Regions from separate parts of the Triticum aestivum genome. Here region 1 is linked to region 2. Evidence: chromatin contacts called from public Hi-C data. All regions are on one chromosome and are shown on one strand. Each heading gives the region's core, a stretch centred on a gene start, on an enhancer-like site or on the middle of the called end of the contact. The rest is flanking DNA. Distances are from core to core; before and after follow the strand shown. Region 1 holds the start of LOC123113420 (upstream activation factor subunit spp27). Region 2 holds the start of LOC123113417 (mitogen-activated protein kinase kinase kinase 5).

Evidence for each region. A called contact is a pair of places that touch in the nucleus more often than the background predicts.
Region 1: a contact with region 2 is called in a Hi-C map of leaf, with 3 times the contacts expected there. The contact joins the promoter of LOC123113420 here to the promoter of LOC123113417 in region 2. A contact is called at or near these places in 2 of 5 Hi-C or Micro-C datasets (both in leaf).

The regions. Positions count from the first base shown.
Region 1 is chr5B:585,818,574-585,823,556 of IWGSC CS RefSeq v2.1, reverse strand. It overlaps LOC123113420 (upstream activation factor subunit spp27), which reads right to left and starts at 3,587. Exons shown (of 7, transcript XM_044534646.1): 1 at 3,051-3,587; 2 at 2,910-2,960; 3 at 899-1,001; 4 at 629-800. The coding sequence starts at 3,433.
Region 2 is chr5B:585,595,600-585,600,930 of IWGSC CS RefSeq v2.1, reverse strand. LOC123113417 (mitogen-activated protein kinase kinase kinase 5) reads left to right here and starts at 3,365. Exons shown (of 11, transcript XM_044534645.1): 1 at 3,365-3,974; 2 at 4,840-5,331. The coding sequence starts at 3,445. It also overlaps the pseudogene LOC123115061.

The sequences.
Region 1 (4,983 bases), core at 2,338-4,837, 220 kb before region 2:
TAACCTAGGTAATAAACACAAGCTAATTAATAAATCAGCCAACATTTAAGTCCCATAACAAGCCCAAATAAACATAGGCCAACTAAACTTATACAGTACTAAATGCCAAAATAAAACAAAATTAGAGATATGAGGAATGAGTATATGACTATCAACACATACATTCTTACAAACCAGATGATACTTATACCAAAATAAACGACAGTTTTTCTTTGTTAATTTTCTTTCATCCATCGCAGCGAGCAACTTTATTAGCTGAGCTCCATGCTAGCAGGACAGCAATTTTTCTACAGTTCTGATGCACAATATCATGTTCTAGTGCAGTCACCATTGATAAAGGCATTATTGTTAGTACAATAGTAACAACACATAAGAGAACATCAAAAGAGCATCAATGGAGTTAAATTTATACCTATTAGCAAATAGTATGTTTTTTATATTGAGTCAGCATGCATTTTTTTAGCAGGCAAAGCATGAGTATACCAAGCAATGGAAAATATACTGGAAGTTGTGTATCCCTTCTTTGATAGTTATATACTCATGCCTCATATACCCCAGATGCGCAAGCGTGCGTGTGTGTATGTGAGAGAGAGAGAGGAGAGGAGAGGAGAGAGAGAGAGAGAGAGACCATCAGAATCCAATGGCCAAATGTGCCTGGTCAAAGCTTTATTCATTTGGAACATATCAATCGAATTGACGTTAAAAATCTTCTTCAGATTCTCATCACAAAGAATCTTCCTCCTATTGCTTGGGTCTTGCAAATTATTTTCTCGAATATATGCCCAAAGCTTCTTGACAACCTGGAAAGCACACCATGAAATAAGACAAGGAAGATTCTTGACAAACCATTCATCTGATATGAAATTTAGAAGTGACAAAAATCAGGAGTAGTGGTTACCTCTGTCCTGGCACACTCAGAGGCACCGACAAACTCTTGAAGTGCTGGGGAAATGCTGCATAACTTTGTAAAGCCACCAGCCTTTTTCTTGCCGTCACCCAACCTATGCAAGATAGGTTAAAAAAATTACTGGGTATGGTTTGGCCATTTAGAAAGAGTAACTATTGTCAATACGAGAAGTTGTGCAAATGTCCAACAGAGCTAACAAACCTGCTCGGTAACTCAAATATGCCTAAAAAATTACCACACATCTTAACATATACTCCCTCTGTCCCAAAATAAGTGTCTCAACTTTATACTAACTCTAGTGCAAAGTTGTACTAAGGTTGAGACGCTTATTTTGGGACGGAGGGAGTACATAAATATTCTATGCCAATAATCAGTACGGTTCTCAACGTATGAGTCATGCAGAAATACAGTTCCGTAGTAACTAACCAACTATGTAAGGCCAACAGCATGTGCTGCTCATCAGCAAACTTTCAGGAAAAAAGGCCTTAGAACAGCTCCACTATGATAAACCTACTAGTGTGGGAACCATACCAAAATGTCACGGAATAATAGTACCAGATGATTTCAGCTATCATCTTTCCACCTATATAAGCAGAGGTATTCCATTAGTGTCTTAAGTTGCACAGTATTTCATTCTAATCTGAACAACCACTGGTCCACCACAGCTTGTGACTTTGGAACTACTGAACCTGAGTGTAAACTTCAATTTATTGTAGTAAGACCATGTGTGTTTAACTGAACCACGTTGACTGGTCCATAGGTCAACATCTTCAATAGTTAATTTCCAAGTCTTGAAATACATTCAGACAACTTTAATAGGAAAAGGAAATTCCCAACTTGAGCAGTAATAATACCTAACTACTCCCTCTGTAACTAAATATAAGACGTTTTTGCAGTTCAAATTAAACTGCAAAAGCGTCCTATATTTAGTTACAGAGGTAGTAGTACAAAAAGATCAACAATCAGGAAGCAAAAGGTCCATTAGAGCCCCAAATGTACAACCACAGTGGCCCTACCTACAAAATACAAGTGGCTTATCCACCACCAAATTTATCATTGATCAACGGGATAGCAAATATTGGACAAGTAGCCACATGTTAGCAGAAACACCAATTGTCAGGTAATTGCTTTGCAGTAAGAGGTATACTATTGAGTATACATGGATATTGCTTTCCACATGTTTTTGATGGTACACTCTACACTGGTGGTATATGCACCAACACCCACCCACATGCACAGCACAAAATGCAGCCACAAAATCACCAACCCGTTCGAATGTCCCTGAGTTGGTCGTTCAGCACAATGCTGAGGTGTAAAGTAACTGCAGCATCTCTACTGATTGTGGAGATATTATCCAAGCAGTTAAAAAATTTAGGATGTCTAGTGCATCCGTAAGCATTACAATGTCTAGTGCATGAAACATCAAAATGCATGAAAGGTGGAAAATGCAATTGCATTTCAATCACCAAATGTTGCAGCTAATGACCCTACAAGACTCACGGACACATCAGCCGATAGGAAATATAAGCACGGCTACATCATGCAACTGCAAACGGCTAATATACAACAAATGCAGCCACAAAGTGTTCAATTTGCACATTAATTAGAGGAATTAAGCCGCTGAAGCACTAATTGTAATAACAGTGACAAACACAAAAAGAACCCAGTAAACATCCACCATAGCAAGAAGAGGAGAAAACACCAAGTCAATCAGGAAACAGAACAAACTCGGCATGGTACCATCAACAGATACTTGGGCAAGATAAGTTAAAAGGAAGAATAAACATATCATGTGAAGGTAAATTGAAAAGCAATAGCAAACGCAAGTAAAACCTTTGCCGACTATTTGGTCCAAGATTTCAATGGCAGGGATAAACCAGACGTGGTTATCCCCTGGCGAGATAATAACAGCTTTACAGTAGCAGTAACAGCCTAAACACGGCAAGGAATATGCAATCCCAGAACCCTCCACGAACGCTGAGAGAAACGCCTGAATCCTTACCACTGTTCGGGCAAAGATATCACACGCGAATGCACAGTGCCGACGCATATCCTAACAGATCGATGAAAACGAAGCACTCAATGAACCCTAAAACGGAGCAGCAAATGCGGCAAAGATGGACAGAGAGCAAAAGCGCCTCACCGCCGCTTCTTCTTCCGGCCGCCGCCACTCTCCTCGTCTTCCTCCTCCTCCTCCTCCTCTTCCTCCTCTTCTTCCTCCTCCCCCTCCTGCTGCTCGGCCCCCTCCTCCTCCCCCTCGCCCTTCTCCTCCCCTCCTTCCCCGGCCTCCGGCGTCACCTCCTCCGGATCCTCCTCCTCCGCGGGCGCATCCTCGGGCTCGGCCTTGTCGGCGAACTCGGAGAGCAGGAGGTCGACCTGCTCCCGGACGAAGGTCTTCTTGTCGGAGAGGTCGACGCCGAAGTCCTCCTCGAGGCGGCGGCGCAGGGCGCCGGTGGTGGTGGTGGTGAGGTCCGACTCCCGCAGCACCTCCCGCAGCCGCTCCACCAGCTCCGAGTCCGACACCATCGCCGCCTGGCCTCGGGTGGGTTCTCTCGCCTCTGCCTCTGCCTCTGCCTCTGGGGGAGCGTGGCCGTGCGCAGGCACCGGTGGGGGGGTGGGATGGAAGGGCTCGCTGCCTCGCGTGGTTTCAGTTTTTGTTTGGGCTGAAAATGTGGGTTTTCCTTTCCCCCCGGGGGGCGTCTGGCCCAGATACACCGCGTCACGTTTTTTCCCCCTTTACCCCTTTTGCCGTTGTGATGATGTGATGGTGTCACGACCGTTAGTGCTTGAGTGGACGTCAGGATTGACTGCTGGGGTAGAGAGGGATTGACTGCTGGATTTACATTTTGCCTTTTACAGACCATGTTCTTGCACGCTTATAATCAAGATTCTCCAAATAGGTAGAGGAGAACTGAAACTAGAAAGCAGAAGTAAAAAATGCAAGTAATTGAAGACAAATAAGGCTATTTCACTCTCTTGCCGATTTTTTTTGAGGGGGGGGGGGGGGGGGGGGGGTGCAGATATCCTTCGTCGCTAAGATAACCGGTCAAACATAATTAATAAAAATATCGGTCGGTGCAACGGATACAGAAAGATTGGTAGATGGTGCTATCTCGAATTATCTATTTGACGTGGCGTTTTGTTTTTGCGTGTGGAGCGGGTCAAATGGTGGCGTGATTTTAGATGGATCGACTCGAGTACTGAAAGTCATAATATGGAGCCAAAAACAGGCGTATACATAATGTTTATCGTAACTTTAGTGCGCATTGATCGTGCACGCATGCGTTACATCTTATCGTCTCACTTTTCTGCACACATCTCTTGTGTGTTGAAGCGTATCGAAGGAGGAGGATTGGTTAAGACCTTCACTAAAAATTCTAAATTAATAAGAAGTCCTCTTGTGTATTAAATATCTTAAATTCATTGGATTTACGAGAACTGTATCTGGTGCCTTGCCATATGCAAATTTTATTCAAGTTTCATCATTGCTTTGTCGGGCTACTGCATTGAGATGTGGTTTGAAAACTAACATGTTGGTGTATCATGTTTGGTGGTCGGTTATTAGCAATGACAACGAGCTAATGATTTAATATTACCATAAAGTGTATAATTGTCTTCGCCTCCATGGCATGTGCTCGTAGGAAGGACTGGAATTTGACATCCCGGTAAATATGCATCAGATATTGGGATGTGACGTGGATTGGCTGACCTTGAGTGGCTAGATGAAAGCGCATGTAGTCCCCATATGTGATTTTCATAATTAATGACAATCTTGATAAAAAAAACTATTTCATTGAGATGCATATGGAGGATTGTTCCATGGGCAGTGCATGGAGACCGTTGGATGGGTTCAAGGATGAATGCCATCGAGATAAAGATATGCACTGAGATTTGATGATGGATAAAGTATATTGGATGGATTTGGGAAAAACCTCATCAAAATGAAAATATGCATCCAGATCACTAAGTCCAAGAGGTGGATATATTATGATCAAGATGAAACAAAAAGAAATTGACATCGAAGTATCAAGATCTTGAGAGAATGAATTGGTATAAAAATTCAACATGTGGCTTTC
Region 2 (5,331 bases), core at 2,116-4,615:
CCGGCTGACGATGGTGGCGCAGATGATCCCTCTGAGATCTGATGGGTGTCCCTCGTTTGCCTTCACCTGGAGCCGTAGCAGCACTCCCTCTCCTTTTTGGTGTCTCGATGCCAAAGGGGGAGAGAGTTTAGGGATTTGTGCTTTGTGTCTTCCATCTTCTGTGTTTGTGTTTTCGCTTGTTGCTTTATTTAGTTTGTGTCAGTGAGACCTAAGTTCTGGTTCTGTCAGTGAGACCTAAGCTCGAGTCATATGGTGTGAGACATATGCTACCTTACCTTTCCAGTATCATTATCTATGTCTATCTAGCTTATGAGTTGCATGCTTATCCTGTTATCTATATGTTGCTCTCATATATCTTGCTTAGGTAGTTGGTCTCTAAAATGTAGGGGGAGCATTGATCCTGGCATCTGTGCCATGCAGTCCAAAGCACTTATCTAGGTAGCACACATCCAGGGGGAGCCCTTCTACATTTTAGGACGGTTGTGTTTTTGCGCTTATCCTATATCTATCATATTGTGCAAATCCCGTATTGTCATCAATCCACCAAAAAGGGGGAGATTGTAAGGGCATATTTATCCCCAAGATGTTTTGGTGATTGATGACAATGCTTGTGCGGACTAATCGTGTGCGTTTAGTTCTTTCAGAGATTCATCCATTGGCACGAGACGATTTCCTCCCCTCGGTGTTGTATTCAAGACGGTGTAGCTCCTTCGTTTCGTTGTTGGTGGACTAGTTTCGTAGGAGTCACCGTACTATCAAGAGGGGATCCGCTTTGGTAAGACTTGGGTGGAATCACACGTACACATCCTTATCACACCCGTCGTCTTTCCTTCCGCATCTCTGGAGCTGCCGTTTTCCCCTTGCTATGCTTTGCTCTGCCCCAGCGGTAGTACCGCGACCCACAGCGGTAGTACCGCCGAAGCTCCCCAGCGGTAGTACCGCTCTCAGAGCGGTAGTACCGCTCCAAGCGGTAGTACCGCTCTCCGAACGGTAGTACCGCTTGGGGTTTTCGGCCGTAGTACCGCTGTGCGTCTGGGCTACTTCCGCCTCGATTCTCGAACGAAGTTTTTTGTGTCGGGTTTTGCGGCACTAAGGGCGGTAGTAGGAGCGGTAGTACCGCCCTAAGTGGTAGTACCAGCCTTCCCTAGCGGTAGTACCGCCCTGGGGTCAGGGCCCTGGCAGCGCGGCAGTACCGCTGGGTTGAGCGGTAGTACGCCCGGAGCGGTAGTACCGCCCTTCCCTAGCGGTAGTACCGCTCTGTGCGGGGCTGGTGAGTGGGATAACAGTTGGATTGTTTCCCCCACTATATAAAGGGGTCCTCTTCCCCAAAGTTGACTTACCTCTTTCCCCAAAGCTCCATTGTTGCTCCAAGCTCCATTTTCGCCCGATCTCTCTCCCTAGCCAATCAAACTTGTTGATTTGCTCGGGATTGGTTGAGAAGGCCCAGATCTACACTTCCACCAAGAGAAATTTGATTCCCCCCACTTATCCCTAGCGGATCTTGTTACTCTTGGGTGTTGAGCACCCTAGACGGTTGAGGTCACCTCGAAGCCATACTCCATTGTGGTGAAGCTTCGTGGTGTTGTTGGGAGCCTCCAAGTGTTGTGGAGATAGCCCCAATCTTGTTTGTAAAGGTCCGGTTGCCGCCTTCAAGGGCTCCAATAGTGGAATCACGACATCTCGCATCGTGTGAGGGCGTGAGGAGATTACGGTGGCCCTAGTGGCTTCTTGGGGAGCATTGTGCCTCCACACCGCTCTAAGGAGACGTACTTCCCCTTAAAAGGAAGGAACTTCGGTAACACATCCTCGTCTCCACCGGCTCCACTCTTGGTTATCTTGTCCCTTTACTTTTGCAAGCTTACTTGAGTTATATCCATTGCTTGCTTGTGTGCTTATTGTCTTTGCATCATATAGGTTGTCCACGTAGTTGCACATCTAGACAACCTATTTAATTGCAAGGTTTAAATTGTTAAAGAAAAGTCTAAAAATTGTTAGTTGCCTATTCACCCCCTCTAGTCAACCATATCGATCCTTTCAGCATCTGTCGCCGAGACTCAGCCGCACCATGCTACCAAGATCCGCTGTCGTCGATGCGGTAGATGCGACGTCGCTCCACTTGCCAATCTCCACACAGTCGCTGCCGCTGGAGCCCTTGCCACGCGGAGCTCACCTTCTACAGTAACCCTCCTCCGAACACCCAAGCCTCCCAAAACGGCGACTCCATGGAGGGTACGACGCACAAGGTGCCACTGCCGCCCAATCCCAGATGGATTTTGGAATTTCGTCCGGGAGAGGGTCGGGGGTGGATAGGAAGCACCTCGACTTCGCCACCAAGGAGGATAACACTATCGAGAGACGCCGCCGCTGCCGGGCCGAACCATCCGATCAAAGTTTCCTCCGATCCCCTACTATACCACCAACCTCCGTCTGCTCCGGACCCGACAGCGAGCCGTCAACCGAAACCTACTGAGAAGAAAGTGCCATGTGGGCTCAACCCTCCAAGTCAATTGTTAAGGAAGATCGAGAAGAACAACCGGAGCAGAGCAACAACCCAGCCATGCCGCTGGAGCACCCAAACCGGGTTGCCAACATCCAGGCACCAGATCCAGGAGGATCCGACCTAAAGCCAACGACGGACGTCACCATCCTGCGCTGGCCGCCGACATCGAAGACCCGAAACCGACGACGCACGCGACCATCAGATCTTGCACACCACGCAGCCACCACACATAAGAAGGATATCCCAACAAAAACTGAGGTGGTACCACTACCCTTACATATGGAATCGATATATTTATTTACCTCATGCAATTCGCTTATCAACGCCAACGGTGCCTGCGCCACGTGGTATGAAAATGGGGCATATAGTATTGTAGTAGTACTATCGTGCATCCATGAGAGGACTAAGTCAACACTCAAAGTCATCCAATCAGCGTCCGAAGACTTCTCCGTTAGATTGACAATCTTCTCGATTTGGCCGTGTCAACAAGGTGATGAAACGCTTGCGTCCTTCACATCATCACCATGAGAAGAAAAAGATGTGTGCGATTTTACTCTAAGAAAAGACCGTCAGGCCAAACGGAAGCGAGTAGAGAGACGGAAGAAACGGGGAAGGAGCAAGGAAGGCAGGCTGTGTGCAGTGTGCGACGTGTAACCGGAGACATTGACTCGCTGGACTTCTTCCCCAAGCCGCGTGGCCCCGGACCAAACCTGAGTGGAGGAAAAAAGAATACCAGCAGAGAGAGGGAGAGCAAACCAACTCCCCGCCCGGTCCCTCCCCCCCTCGCGAGAAAGGAGAAAACAAAGCCCAAATGGCGGGGGTCGTCGTCTCCAGCCACCGATCCCCTGCCCCCCTCCTTCCCCCACCCCACCCCGCCATTACCACTGTGGCCCCTAACTAGGGTTTCGTCCGCGGCCCCCCCATAAGCCCCTCCCCCCTTCCCGATGCCCTGGTGGAAGCGCTCCGCCCACCGCCCCTCCTCCTCCTCCGCCTCCACGCCCGCGTCCCCCGCCCGCGCCTCCACCTCCCGCATCCCCCGCCACGGCGGCGCCGGCGACCTCGGCGCCGGGCCCGACCACCAGCCCCGCCTCACCAGGCAGCACCGCCTGCGCCATGTCGACGACATCGAGGTCGGGGTCTCCGCGCTCCGCCTCGACGACTCGCACGCCGCCCCGCCCTCCTCCTCCTCCTACCCCGCCAGGAGGGACGCGGTCTGGTCCGGCCTCGCCACCGCCAGCTCCACGCCGATCTCGAGGTCGCCGAGTAACATGATGGAGGCGGCGCCGGCCAGGTCGTCCTCCACGCCCATGCTGCTGCCTCACCCCCTGCCGCTGCCCCACCAGGACGACTCGCCGTGCCGAGGGCCTGGGAGGCCGCTCCCCTCCCCGAGGATGTTCGACGGGGATTGCAACGGATCGGCCGAGTTCCTAGTGGCTGCAGAGACTGGAGGCGAGAGGCCGTCCACGTTTCCAAGGTGGGGATGCATTTTTTGTGTTTTGTACTAGTAGATGCTTCAAGCTTCCTTCCTTTGCTGTTCAAGTTTGTATAAACGGCGTAACCTTGTTAGTTCTGTTTTAGTACCGATGAATCGATTAGGGTGTTAGCAACGATGCCACTAGCAGTGATTTCTGAATGAGGTTGGGGTTACCAACAATATGGGCATATAAGAAGGCATGACACATGACACTATATACTAAAACTGCCACACTAGTAGCATTTTGACCACTTTGTAGGGCAGAATGTTGTGAGGTTGGTGAGAACAGTTTAGGTGAACAATAAGATGACCAGGGATTGAGAGACCAGGGAAGATGGCCTTTGATATAGTCTAACCATGTTGACGATCTGAAATGGATTAGGGCTTCAGACATACATTGCTGCATAGTTGCATTCTACCAAGAGGGTTTTGTGCTTTCTGTGAACTTATTAGCTTATGACTAGGAGATCATAGCACCTTAGCGAAATTTGGATGATATGTCACGAAGAGTTATTGTGGTTTTGGACCCCCAGAACGAGTTGAGACAATTTGCTGTTTGGTGCTATGATACCCCATAACATTTATACTTGATGATGCTTGGTTAAGCTACTTGCCAATTTATTAGATCTTGACATGAAAGGAAAAGCTGGCTCAGATTGTGATTTTACTGATGAGTGACTGAGATTGTTTCAGTACTGAAGTCAGTGAAGTGTAATTTGCTTTGATTAACTTCCATGAAGCTGCTAGTAAAGAAGATTCAACATGAACATGATTATTAAAAAACAAATCTGTTGTCATGCCACACTGATCAGATTAACTCGACCATATCTGACCATGTTTCTGATGTTAATGTCTCTGGTGATAGATTTATGCCCCAAAGTGTTCAAAAGATTCATGAGCACAATGACTTACGGTCAGCTGGCACACATGGGGCCACCTGTGGCCAACGGAGAAAGACATATAAAGAGAAGTTCCAGGATGGCCCAACTGAAACTTTGAACTTTAGGTTGAATATTCCTGCTAAAAGTGCCCCGAGCAGCGGGTTTTCAAGTCCTGTACAGAGTCCTCGAAGGTTGAGTAATGTAGACTTCTCATCTGCTGCAATATCCATCCAAGGTAGCAATATATTGTCAGCACCATCACCATGGTCTTCAGATCAATCAGGATCTTCACCCCCTTCCACCTCACCTGAAAAATTTGTGGGTGGCCAGGAGCGATCTCCTCGGTCTAGTCCTTTGAGAAGTCCTGCTCTTAGATCAAGATACCCAAGTGCACCTCCATCACCAATGCATGCAAACTTCTTCCCAGAGAACCACACTTCTCGTTCTGAGAGCATTCCGAATGCCAATCTTCACCC